2 separate regions of the Mus musculus genome follow, and region 1 is linked to region 2. A link is a contact called in public HiChIP or PLAC-seq data. All regions are on one chromosome and are shown on one strand. The core of a region is the stretch at or near the end of the contact, and the rest is flanking DNA. Distances in the headings are between cores, read along the strand shown. Region 1 has its middle 32 kb from the start of 4831407H17Rik. Region 2 overlaps Cacna1d (calcium channel, voltage-dependent, L type, alpha 1D subunit).

Region 1 (4,961 bases), core at 643-3,142, 320 kb before region 2:
CCATTGTGGGTGGTACCACATCCCTAGGCTGGTGGTTCTGGGTTCTATAGGAAAGCAGGCTGAGCAAGCCATGAGAAGTAAGCCAGTAAGCGGCAGACATCCCTCCAAGGTCCTGTATCAGCTCCTGCTTCCAGGTTCTGTCTCTGCTTCAGTTCCTATCCTAGCAGTTTTCAATGGTGAACCATTATCTGAAAATGTAGGTAAAATAAACCCTTCCCTCCCTAACCTCCTTCTGGTCTTGGTGTTTCACAACAACATTAGGAAGAAACTCTAACTGCGAGGCCTACCATGGCTCCAATATTTGGGATTCAACTGCTCTTTTTAAGAACCAGGTTTTACTCTCTGGACTTTTTTTTTTTAAAGAATATTTATTTAGTGTATGTGTGCGTGAGTGTGACATGCGTGCCAGTCAGAGGGCAATTCCTGGAGCCCATGTTCTCCTGCTACCTGGTGGGATCTTGGGGTCAAATTCAAGTCGTCAGGCCTGTGTGTAATCTGTACTCACTGAGCCACCTGGCCAGCCCAGCTCGCCTCTTCACGTGCTTTGGGAGAGGCTGTTCAGCCTTGCTTTTATTTGTTGTTAAGAACACTCAGCTTTCTATTATCTTTTCCACAGGAGCAACTGTGTTTAGTGATAGCCACTGATTTCATTGTTCTTATTGTTACTGTGTTGTCCTTATTTCTCTTACTGCTCGGCCTATCACGGCAGCCAGTGCCTTATTTCTCACTGTTGTATTCAATTCAGTTTTCCTGAGTTACTTTGCATTACCTACATAGCTGTGGGTTCTTCACCGCCAGCTGGGCTAGCTAGGTACAACACGCTAACCTCAGGCTGCTGTTCTAAGACTGCTGGCACCAGCTGAAGATTGCAGGTAGGTAGTATATACATTGCCATGGGGCTAAAAGCCCATGGAAGCTGGGAGTGGGGGTGGGGGTGGGGGAACAAGCTGAGCTTCAGTGTAGTCACCATGGAAGTCGCAGTTGGCCCAGTGGGGAGTTCAGAATCTGTGACGGGACCACACCTGGTGATTGTCGCAAGTTGGAGAAAGAGGGTTACAGAGTGTACACTGTGTAAGTAAGTAAGTAAGATGCTATAACCTTGTCAGTGCCACTGTCTTTAACCTGGGTGACCTCTGCTGCCAGAGGAGATTGTTTTTGAAAGGGAGATCAGGTGGAGCATCTCAACCCGATACCCACTGACGTCTCCGCTTCGGTTGATAAGATAGATGTGAGCAGGTTCCGTTGATAAATACTTGCCACGCAATCGTGAGGGCCCAGGTTCAGATACATAGGCCCTATGTAAATGTAGGGTGGGCCTTCTGGCCTGCCTGCAGTTCCAGCACTCAGAAGACAAGACAGGATTCCTGGTGCAAGTTGGCTAGTTAGACGAGTTAGATGAGTGAGCTCTGGGTTCAAGGGAGGGAGTGAAGTGAATGGAATGGAGAACAGCTGAGGAAGCCTGGTAATGTCAGCCGTGGGTCTCCACGCACATGGGCGTACTCCGAATAGGTGTCCACACGCAAGCAAAAATAGATGTTATCATTTGTAGTGCCGGGGATGAAAGCCAGGGCCTTGCCCACACTAGCACTAGCTACATTCCCAGTCAGATGTGATTGTGTGAATACTAAAGAGTACACAATAAGCCTAGAGACAATGCTTTTGAGGTTTAGGTGAACAGGCAAGCAAATTAGAAACATGGGACCGGATTGCACATGCTCCGCTAGAGTCTCTTTCTCTAGACAGTGGAGTGACAATCCCTGTCTGCTGTCTGTTACTTTTGACGCTCTCATTAGTCATTAGATGTTTGAAAACGACCCCACCCCCACCCCCGATTGAAAAGCTTCAGCCACCTATCACTGCTTCCAGGATTCTGGAGGAATCTGTTAATAAGTGGCAGGTGATGGAGTTCCCACTTAACCATTTCAGAGTCTTCAGTCCCCGAGAGAAACAGCTTATTTGCTTTCCATCACTCATTCACGCTCCAGGGTATGTCAGAGAAGCCTCCAGCTGTGACCAGAGGGTCTCAGGAATGCAATATGTGAGGCTATTAAAAATAAGCTGCCTAGTGTGGCTCTGGGAGCAACGCTTGCCTCACTGGGTAGGGAGTTAAGATGAGTGGTCTGCCACTTACTGGCCTTACTGACTTGCAGCTTGGAGCCTCCCTACTGTAACAAGGGGGCTTGCCTAGTTTTTCTGGTTAGGTCCCAAACCACCAATGTTTTATTCAAGTCGGCTAATTCCGGAGAAACCCAGAAGAGCTCTCCAAGTCCCAGCACTGCTGGTGATGTGTGCTAGGAATTGTGCAGGTATTCATGCTGTCTACCCCGTGGCAATTGAGTGGATAAAGAGAACTGATAACACAGCTCTCAGATTTAGCCCATTCATCATCTCTAGTGCTTCAGACGGGAGCTGGTGCACTCCACTCAATCACTCAACTCCTGGCAGGAGGTAATAATGACACCTATTTTGGGCAGAGTGGGTAATGATAAAAATTCTCTCCAGCCACAAAAGTGTCTCGTTCACCTAGCGAGTCTCCACAACCACAAGGCAGCCTGTGCTATTTGGAGTCTACCAGGAAGCAGATTCCCAAGATGGGATTAGACAGGAAAAAGATTCCTTGGGGAGAGGGAACCAGAGGCACAGACTGTGATGCAGGTGACGTGTGTGGGAGGAGGAAAGGAAGGAAGCAGGACCAGGAACAAAGAGTCCTAGCGTGCAGTACTCTTCCAAAAAAGGCTCATCCAGGCCACGGGACAGAGCTCTGCTCACTCTCATTTCCTAGAAGTTCTGTGTCTTACCCAAATGAGCCTGCCTTGATATCCCAAGACCTAATCACTGGGTGGGGCTGTTGGGCAGTTGCATATTCGATAGCAGGAGATATGAGCCATCCATTTATATGGCTGCCAGTGTCCACCCCTTGCTAGAAATTCACCTCTCTTGTACACCTCTCTTGGGGAATGTTTGTTCCCAGTTCTCCCAAGTCTCTCTTTCTAGGGGGAAAATTAAAACAGCTTAGTGGGACAAACTACTGGGCTTCTTTCTGTGTCTTGGTCAGGGTCACAGATGGTGCCCATGTCTTCCCGTCTCCACTGTCCATTCTAAGCTCCTTTCGCCCTCAACCACTACCTTGGTCACTTATTGGTTGTGTGGCTCAGGTTTTCATTTTGAGGGATCTGAGCCCTTGACAATTGTACCCCTCTAGCTGATGACAGTCACCGACTTGCTGAGGCAAGGGAAGGCCAGCCAGGAAATGCCACTGCCTTTTTCCGGACTCTTGAGTAATAGTCAGGCTATTGGCCATGGCTCAGAAACCTTTAAATGGTTTCATTTCAAGGTTACTTTTGCTTTTTCACAAGGTGCAAGACCCAGTGAGCTGCTACAAAGACTTTTTCCTTGCTCTGTCTTCCTTCAAGGCTAATTCTGAATGTGGCTGTAATGCAGTTTCTGGCCACTGCAACATGTAACATGTAACCACATAAGGCTTGTTGAAGTGGGAATTTCTGGCTGTGTCATGTAATGCAGACTCAGGTGATGTTTGGAGGGAGTGTAAGCAGGACTCAATCAACAGTGAAGGGACACCTGCAGAGGGAGCTGTGCAGCTCTTGGCTGATCTCCAGATCTTCGAGGATCTTCACTTTGTTGAGAGAGTCATGACAAAGAACTCCTTCTTGCTGGTCCTGGTCTCTCTCACTGACATGTGCCTATTTGACGGAGGCTTGGCGGTTTCTGCTGGATCGTTCTGCCTTGCTATTTCCTGTTTGGTGACACCTTTGAAGTAGATTGTTAGTATCCTGACACTACTGAACTGGACCACTGATATCTTGACAAAAAGAAATTGGAATCACTCCAAAGAACTACTACTTTTTTTTTTCTTAGTCATCTGCTTTATTTTTTTGTGATTTTTGAAACAAAACAAACACTCGCTATATAGCCCAGGTTAGCTGGCCTGGTCTCTGCATAGATCCTCCTGCCTCTGCAACCTGAGTTCTAGGGTAGAAGGCTTGGAGAGCTGTGTTTGACATGTGATGGGGCACGTACAAGTGATAAAGCAGCGCGGTTCTCGTTCTCGGTGCAGGAGATGGAAGCTGGGATGTCACAAGGTGGGCCATTCAAGAAAGGTGTCTGGCTTTCCACCTAGGGCCACAGATCCAACCTGGGGTCATAGTGAGGAACTGTTGTTCCCAGGTCGCCCTGCAGCATGGGACTAGAATTCCACCTTGCAGGCAGGACACCAGGCTGCCACTGCCCAGCACCCTGATGCCTAGTGCCTGGTGCTGCGCATGCATCTCCTTATACCTGTTTATCACCATTGAATTGAAGGTAGGGATCAGTGTGACCTGCAGGTCAAGGTCCCACTGCTGCTTGTCAGCCAGCAGTGCATCCAGCACTGCATGCAGGCCCTCTTCCTGGCGCTGGCCTTGCCCACCGATGACATAGCAGAGTGCGTGCATGCATTGTAAGAAGTTCTGGTCCAGATGGCCGGCACCTCCACCAGGCAGGTAGCCAGCAGCAAGAAGTACAGGGCGGCTACTGGATCCAGAGGAGATCCTTTTGGCAGGGGCCATCTTGGGACAGTCTTAGGGATGAGGGCTTCCTGATGAGTGGCACATGGCCTGAGTGGCCTGTTCCGGTACCCCACGGGGCCCTTTGTCTTGGCAGTTGCAGCTCTGGGGTCCGCAGAGGCAGAGCTTGGCCTTGCAGGGGCCTTGCAGCTATGGTTGGGATTGATGATGCTGAGTGGGTGCCAGGCACGGTAGCACCTCCGGGTCCACCATGCAGATTCCTGGTGTATCCTGCAATGGTGGTGGCACGTGAGGTGTGAACTACTTTTAAACAGAACACATCCCTTTGTCCTATTTATTGTCTTTTTCCCCCTGCCTTTGGATGGTGGGCTAGAAGGAGGATCAAAGCATTTGAGAATCCCTATTAAAGTAGGTTTTGAAAATCTAAGCCTACAGCTT
Region 2 (4,819 bases), core at 1,151-3,650:
GCTCCTCACAAAAGCTTCCACTGACAAAACCCCAATTAAGGAACACAGGGAGTTGCCCTGTTGTGGCACTGATGTTGCCAATGCGTTCAAAACCACCCTTTCCAAATATGTTCAAATCTTATAAAAGTTAGGGTTTTCTTGCCTAACTGTAGGTCAGTGGGTTTGGTTTTCGTTTCCTCTACACTGGGGCTGAGCAGAGCAGTGGCCAAGGCTTACGTGGTAAAAAAACCAGCACAAAATGCGCCAAGTCCCTGCTCCAGGTTCTTGGTTTTTGCCATTTGCTGCCTCTCCCTCAAGCTGAATTAGGGAATGTGTTCCATAGAGCCATTAGCCTGGTTGATTGAGTTTCTGCTTTTCTGTCTGCCTGTTTGAACTGTTACTCACTCTGGGCTTTGGCAAATAAAAGCCTGGGCTATTTACCACTGTTTTGGTTTTTTTTGTTTTGTTTTGTTTTGTTTTTTTGTTTTGTTTTTTTATGGCTTTTCAAGACAGGGTTTCTCTGTATAGCTCTGGCTGTCCTGGAACTCACTTTGTAGACCAGGCTGGCCTCGAACTCAGAAATCCACCTGCCTCTGCCTCCCGAGTGCTGGGATTAAAGGCGTGTGCCACCACGCCCAGCCCACTGTATTTTTCCCACCAGAGAACTTCCTTGTTGAGCTCTTCCTATCATCAGTAGAAACCTCACTATGTGTGTTGTTGCTAAACAAGGTGTTCAGTGGGACCAAGACTAGCTTGGCCGTAATGTCACCCAACAGCCTGCTTGCTGTAGCCAATGCTTAGAGAGTAACCAGAGCTGGGAGTGTGAAAGCCACTAAGGCTGGAAAGTACATCAGGAGTTCTGGCTCCCACCGAGAAGGTTCAATGAAACTCGTTTGTGCTCTGTGGCCTTAGAGCCGTCAGACCAGCACTGTATAGGTAAGCTCGGGTGTGAAGCAGTGAAGGCCTTCCCACAAACATAGTCAGGAGCAGTCCCTCCCTACACAGGCTTTTTGGACGTGCCAGAGTTCTGTTCCTATTTGAATAAACTCTGAATTGGTCTCTTTACAAATGTGCCTACACTTGGCTGCCTCTTTCCATCTCTGCTGAAGGAAGTTACACAGTCACTCAGCCCTGCTGGTGTGCATCTGTCTTCCTTGTGTGCAGCCATTAATGAGGTCATACTTCTGCCAAGAGTTTGGGAAGAGCCCAGGTTTTTGCTCGGTTGGTTTTGAACCCTGGAGGGGAGGAGAGAGAATAAACGCCACGCGATTCTGTTTACAGATGACAACTTTTGGAGCCTTCTTGCACAAAGGGGCTTTCTGCAGGAACTACTTCAATTTGCTGGACATGCTGGTTGTTGGGGTGTCGCTGGTGTCCTTTGGGATTCAGTAAGTATTTATGTGTCCGTAGAGTGAGTTTACATAGGGAACTTAGACCTAATTTGCTCAGGCTGGGCACTGTCTGCTGATTACAGCCAGAACGGCTTAATTTGCCCTGGGCCAGAAAGAGCTGGGGCCATTTGTATTTTCCTATTTCTGTTTTCCTTTTCTGTTTTCTTTTTTTTTTTTTCTTTTTCCTTATGCCTACTGCTAGGTTGAGTTTATGATTCTCTTCAGAATTAGCTTTCAACAGCAGATGAAAGAAAGACAGTTTGACTAGTAGAGGACAAATAGGGTTCTTCTCAGGCCTGGTCCAAGACTTCGAGCATCCTTTCTCAGGGTGGCAGTTTTCCTTCACTGCAGGCAAAGCTTGGCCTTGGTGGTCTCTTGGGATCCCTTCCTCTCCCTGTGCTTGCAGGATAGACAGCTGCGGTGACCTTGGGGACACTTAAGAGTCTCTGGTGAAGCTGAACACTGCCTTTTTACCCTGTGCAGTACCCGGGGCAGTCACCCGAGTTTGTGTCTTCTGTGGCCTCATTTCACTTTCTGCTGGCCTGTGAGCTTCTGTGCTCCCGAGCTGTCCCATGTGTGCACACGTGTACACAGCCCCTTAGCTCTAGGAACCTGAAGAGAAATGTAAGCCAGGCACTGGGAAACCACAGAACTAGGCCACTCTGTGGGAAGAAAGACAGTTTATTTGGGAATCAAACTCCTAGGCTGTATCTGAGGTGGTCAGGGGGTCAGGCCGAGGGGCAGAGAACATCGGGCTGCAGGAAAAGCCTTGTCAGCTTTGTGGGGACAGGTAGTGATAGGAGGGTGGGTTCGGGCAAGGACAGCCTGAGAGTTAGCAAGGGGCTTTGTTCTGTTATAGGCTGGTCAGGTAAGTCAGCAGCTACATGCCCATTGTCTGTTGACCATGGGGACAGATAAAGGAAGTAGCAGCTTTTCCTGACTGACTAAAGCCCGCTCCTGAGGAGTGCTAAGTTTAGGGTTTTGTTTATCTGATGCCAGTCCTTCTGTTTACCCAGTCAGAGTCCAGCCTGACATTGTCCCTCTGGCCGATGCCTGGGAACCTAAGCTCTGAGCTCATTTCCCGGTAGAAACTCCAGACTAGTCTCTTCACGGCTCTGAGCTGTCCACACTCTTTCTGGCTTCTCTTCTTTGCACACTCCCCCATCCCCAAGGCCTGTGCTCCAGCCACACCCCTACATCTGGGGTGCTGAGGCTCAGCTGCCTCAGTATGCACTGCTGCTGCCCCCCTCTGTCAGCTAACTCTCTGCTCCCTTGGGACTCACTTGGCACCACCTCCCTGAGAGGCCTTCTCATCTGCCCCTGTGGTCACACCATATCTTCCCCACCTTGGAGGAGCATACTGCAATTCCCCACCCCCACCCCCAGGTGTGCGTGCTCACCCCTCCTACCGGATGTAGCTACTTGAAGGCCAGAAAAGCTCTGGTACCAAAGCACGGTTCCCCAGACTTAAACACGAAAATCTAGAAGTCAGGAACCTAGTGTTTACATGAACATAACAAAGTTTGAAAATTTCTCCAAAAAGGCAACTGTAAGCCTAAAATAGGGGCTCTGTCAGGTCCCACAGGAGGCAGGAGGCCCGCTTTATGGCATAAAGGAGTAGAGAGACTCCACACAGTTGTGAAGTGTCTTTAAGAGATGATCACATTAAGCAACTGCTCTCCGGGCTCCTAACCAGCTGTAACTCAGCCGCTTGCTTGCTTTGTCCCTCCTTAGGTCCAGCGCCATCTCCGTTGTGAAGATTCTGAGGGTTTTGAGGGTCTTGCGGCCTCTCAGAGCAATCAACAGAGCAAAGGGACTTAAGGTATTGACCCTCTCTGTTGAGTGGGGCTGTCTTGGGTTGGGGATGGCTGCAGTTACTAACTGTTCTTGTCTGGAGGTGAACTGAGGCCTGCTGGGTTTCAGAGTGGAACAATTCCACCAAAAGAAAAACCAAAAAGGCTGCTTCTGCCACATACCATCATTCTAAAGATGAAAGACAAAAGACTCAGTAGGTAAGAACACTTGCTGAGCCTTAGCGCGAGCACGAGCATTTGTTCGGAGCTGAGTCAGCTCCCAGAGCCTGTGTAAAAAGCCATGCGTGTTCTCACACACTGGAAAACCCAGCACTATGTGTGAGGTGCCTGAGACAGGAAGGTGCTTCCTGGTGGCTGTTCTTGCTCTGGGTTCCGTGAGAGCCTCCATCTTAAGAGTCTAAAGTCAAGACTGATATAGGAGGACATGCAATATCCTCTTCTGCTTTCCTCAAAGAACAGGTGTGTTTGTGGGAGCATGTACCCACATAACATGTACTGCTACACACACACACACACACACCACACACACACCACACACACACACACACACACACACACACAACACACACACACACACACACACACACACACACACACATACACACACACACACACCAGAAATTACTTTTTTTTTGTTAATTGGAGATATTAGTTTTTATAATTACAGTAATTATTGGGTACTTCTTTCTCAATACTTTTTCTTGTGTTTAAGTTGTAAATGTTCTCATGTGGAGTACACACCAGGCTGGAAGGTTTACATTTCTGTAAAGTCTTTCTGGGATGGGGAGCCTATGAGCAGGAGGGGTTTCTTTCAACTAAACCAACTTCTTTGGAGGAAGCCCAAGAAAGGTGTTTTGGGGGCTCAGCAGGTTAAGGCGCTTGCCACTAAGCCTCACGACCTGAGTCCAGTCCATGGACCTCGTGTGGAAGAGAGCAGCAGCTTCTGGATGTCCTCTGGTTCCACACTCACCCGTGCACAGTGCACACACATGGAGTGGATAGGTGCAATACAAGATTGATAAAAACGTGCACGTCCAATTGACCACAATTCTCGCACCGTGGATTACCAGGAAAACAGAGCATGAGGTTAGGACAGTTAGAAATTCAGCTCAAAGTGCGTCTTGACGTAGAGGCCCTGGCCTGGTGTTAACTCACCTCACGGCTAAAACCAGGGGAGAGAATAGCAGCCCCCCATCCTCTGTGTGTGTTCCTTCCCCAGCACGTGGTCCAGTGTGTCTTTGTGGCCATCCGAACCATTGGCAACATCATGATCGTCACGACCCTGCTCCAGTTCATGTTTGCATGCATTGGGGTCCAGCTGTTCAAGGTAGGTGTGTGTCTCGCCCAGGGCGGGAGTTGGGTTCCGTAAGGAGAGCCTGTATTGACGTTCTGTCTGCTTGGTATCTAGGGGAAGTTCTACCGTTGCACAGATGAAGCCAAAAGTAACCCTGAGGAGTGCAGGTGGGTTTCCCAAGAGCAGCCTAGGGAATTGGATCCAGTCAGCTTAGCATTTCAGAGGTTTCTGTCAAGGCCTATCCCCTGAGCTCAGGCCTGGAAGGATGGCGCTTGGTCTTCTGTCATTTGTTTATATTTTCAAGTCTAGGCAAAACTCAAGTAAAGTAAAAATCACGTCTA

The links. HiChIP or PLAC-seq counts read pairs in DNA pulled down with a chosen protein or histone mark.
Region 1: an H3K27ac HiChIP or PLAC-seq map of extraembryonic endoderm stem cells shows a contact between it and region 2. The contact joins two enhancer-like sites. A contact is called at or near these places in 1 of 484 Hi-C or Micro-C datasets (bone marrow-derived macrophages), 4 of 115 datasets of contacts at active chromatin or transcription factors (T-cell acute lymphoblastic leukemia, embryonic stem cells and extraembryonic endoderm stem cells) and 2 of 9 other capture datasets (adipose tissue and liver).

What each region holds. Positions count from the first base shown.
Region 1 is chr14:30,423,127-30,428,087 of GRCm38.p6, reverse strand. It overlaps a transcript of Cacna1d not described here and the pseudogene Gm18681. Among named protein-coding and RNA genes, the nearest start is that of 4831407H17Rik, 32 kb to the left of the region's middle. Within about 2 kb of position 1,892, at least 10 of the 459 cell types and tissues checked have an H3K27ac peak or open chromatin away from gene starts, as enhancers often do. A contact at or near this core is called in extraembryonic endoderm stem cells, where this site is marked.
Region 2 is chr14:30,102,037-30,106,855 of GRCm38.p6, reverse strand. Cacna1d (calcium channel, voltage-dependent, L type, alpha 1D subunit) reads left to right here. Exons shown (of 47, transcript NM_001083616.2): 22 at 1,261-1,367; 23 at 3,105-3,192; 24 at 4,404-4,511; 25 at 4,593-4,645. Among named protein-coding and RNA genes, the nearest start is that of Gm52106, 31 kb to the right of the region's middle. Within about 2 kb of position 2,400, at least 33 of the 459 cell types and tissues checked have an H3K27ac peak or open chromatin away from gene starts, as enhancers often do. A contact at or near this core is called in extraembryonic endoderm stem cells, where this site is marked.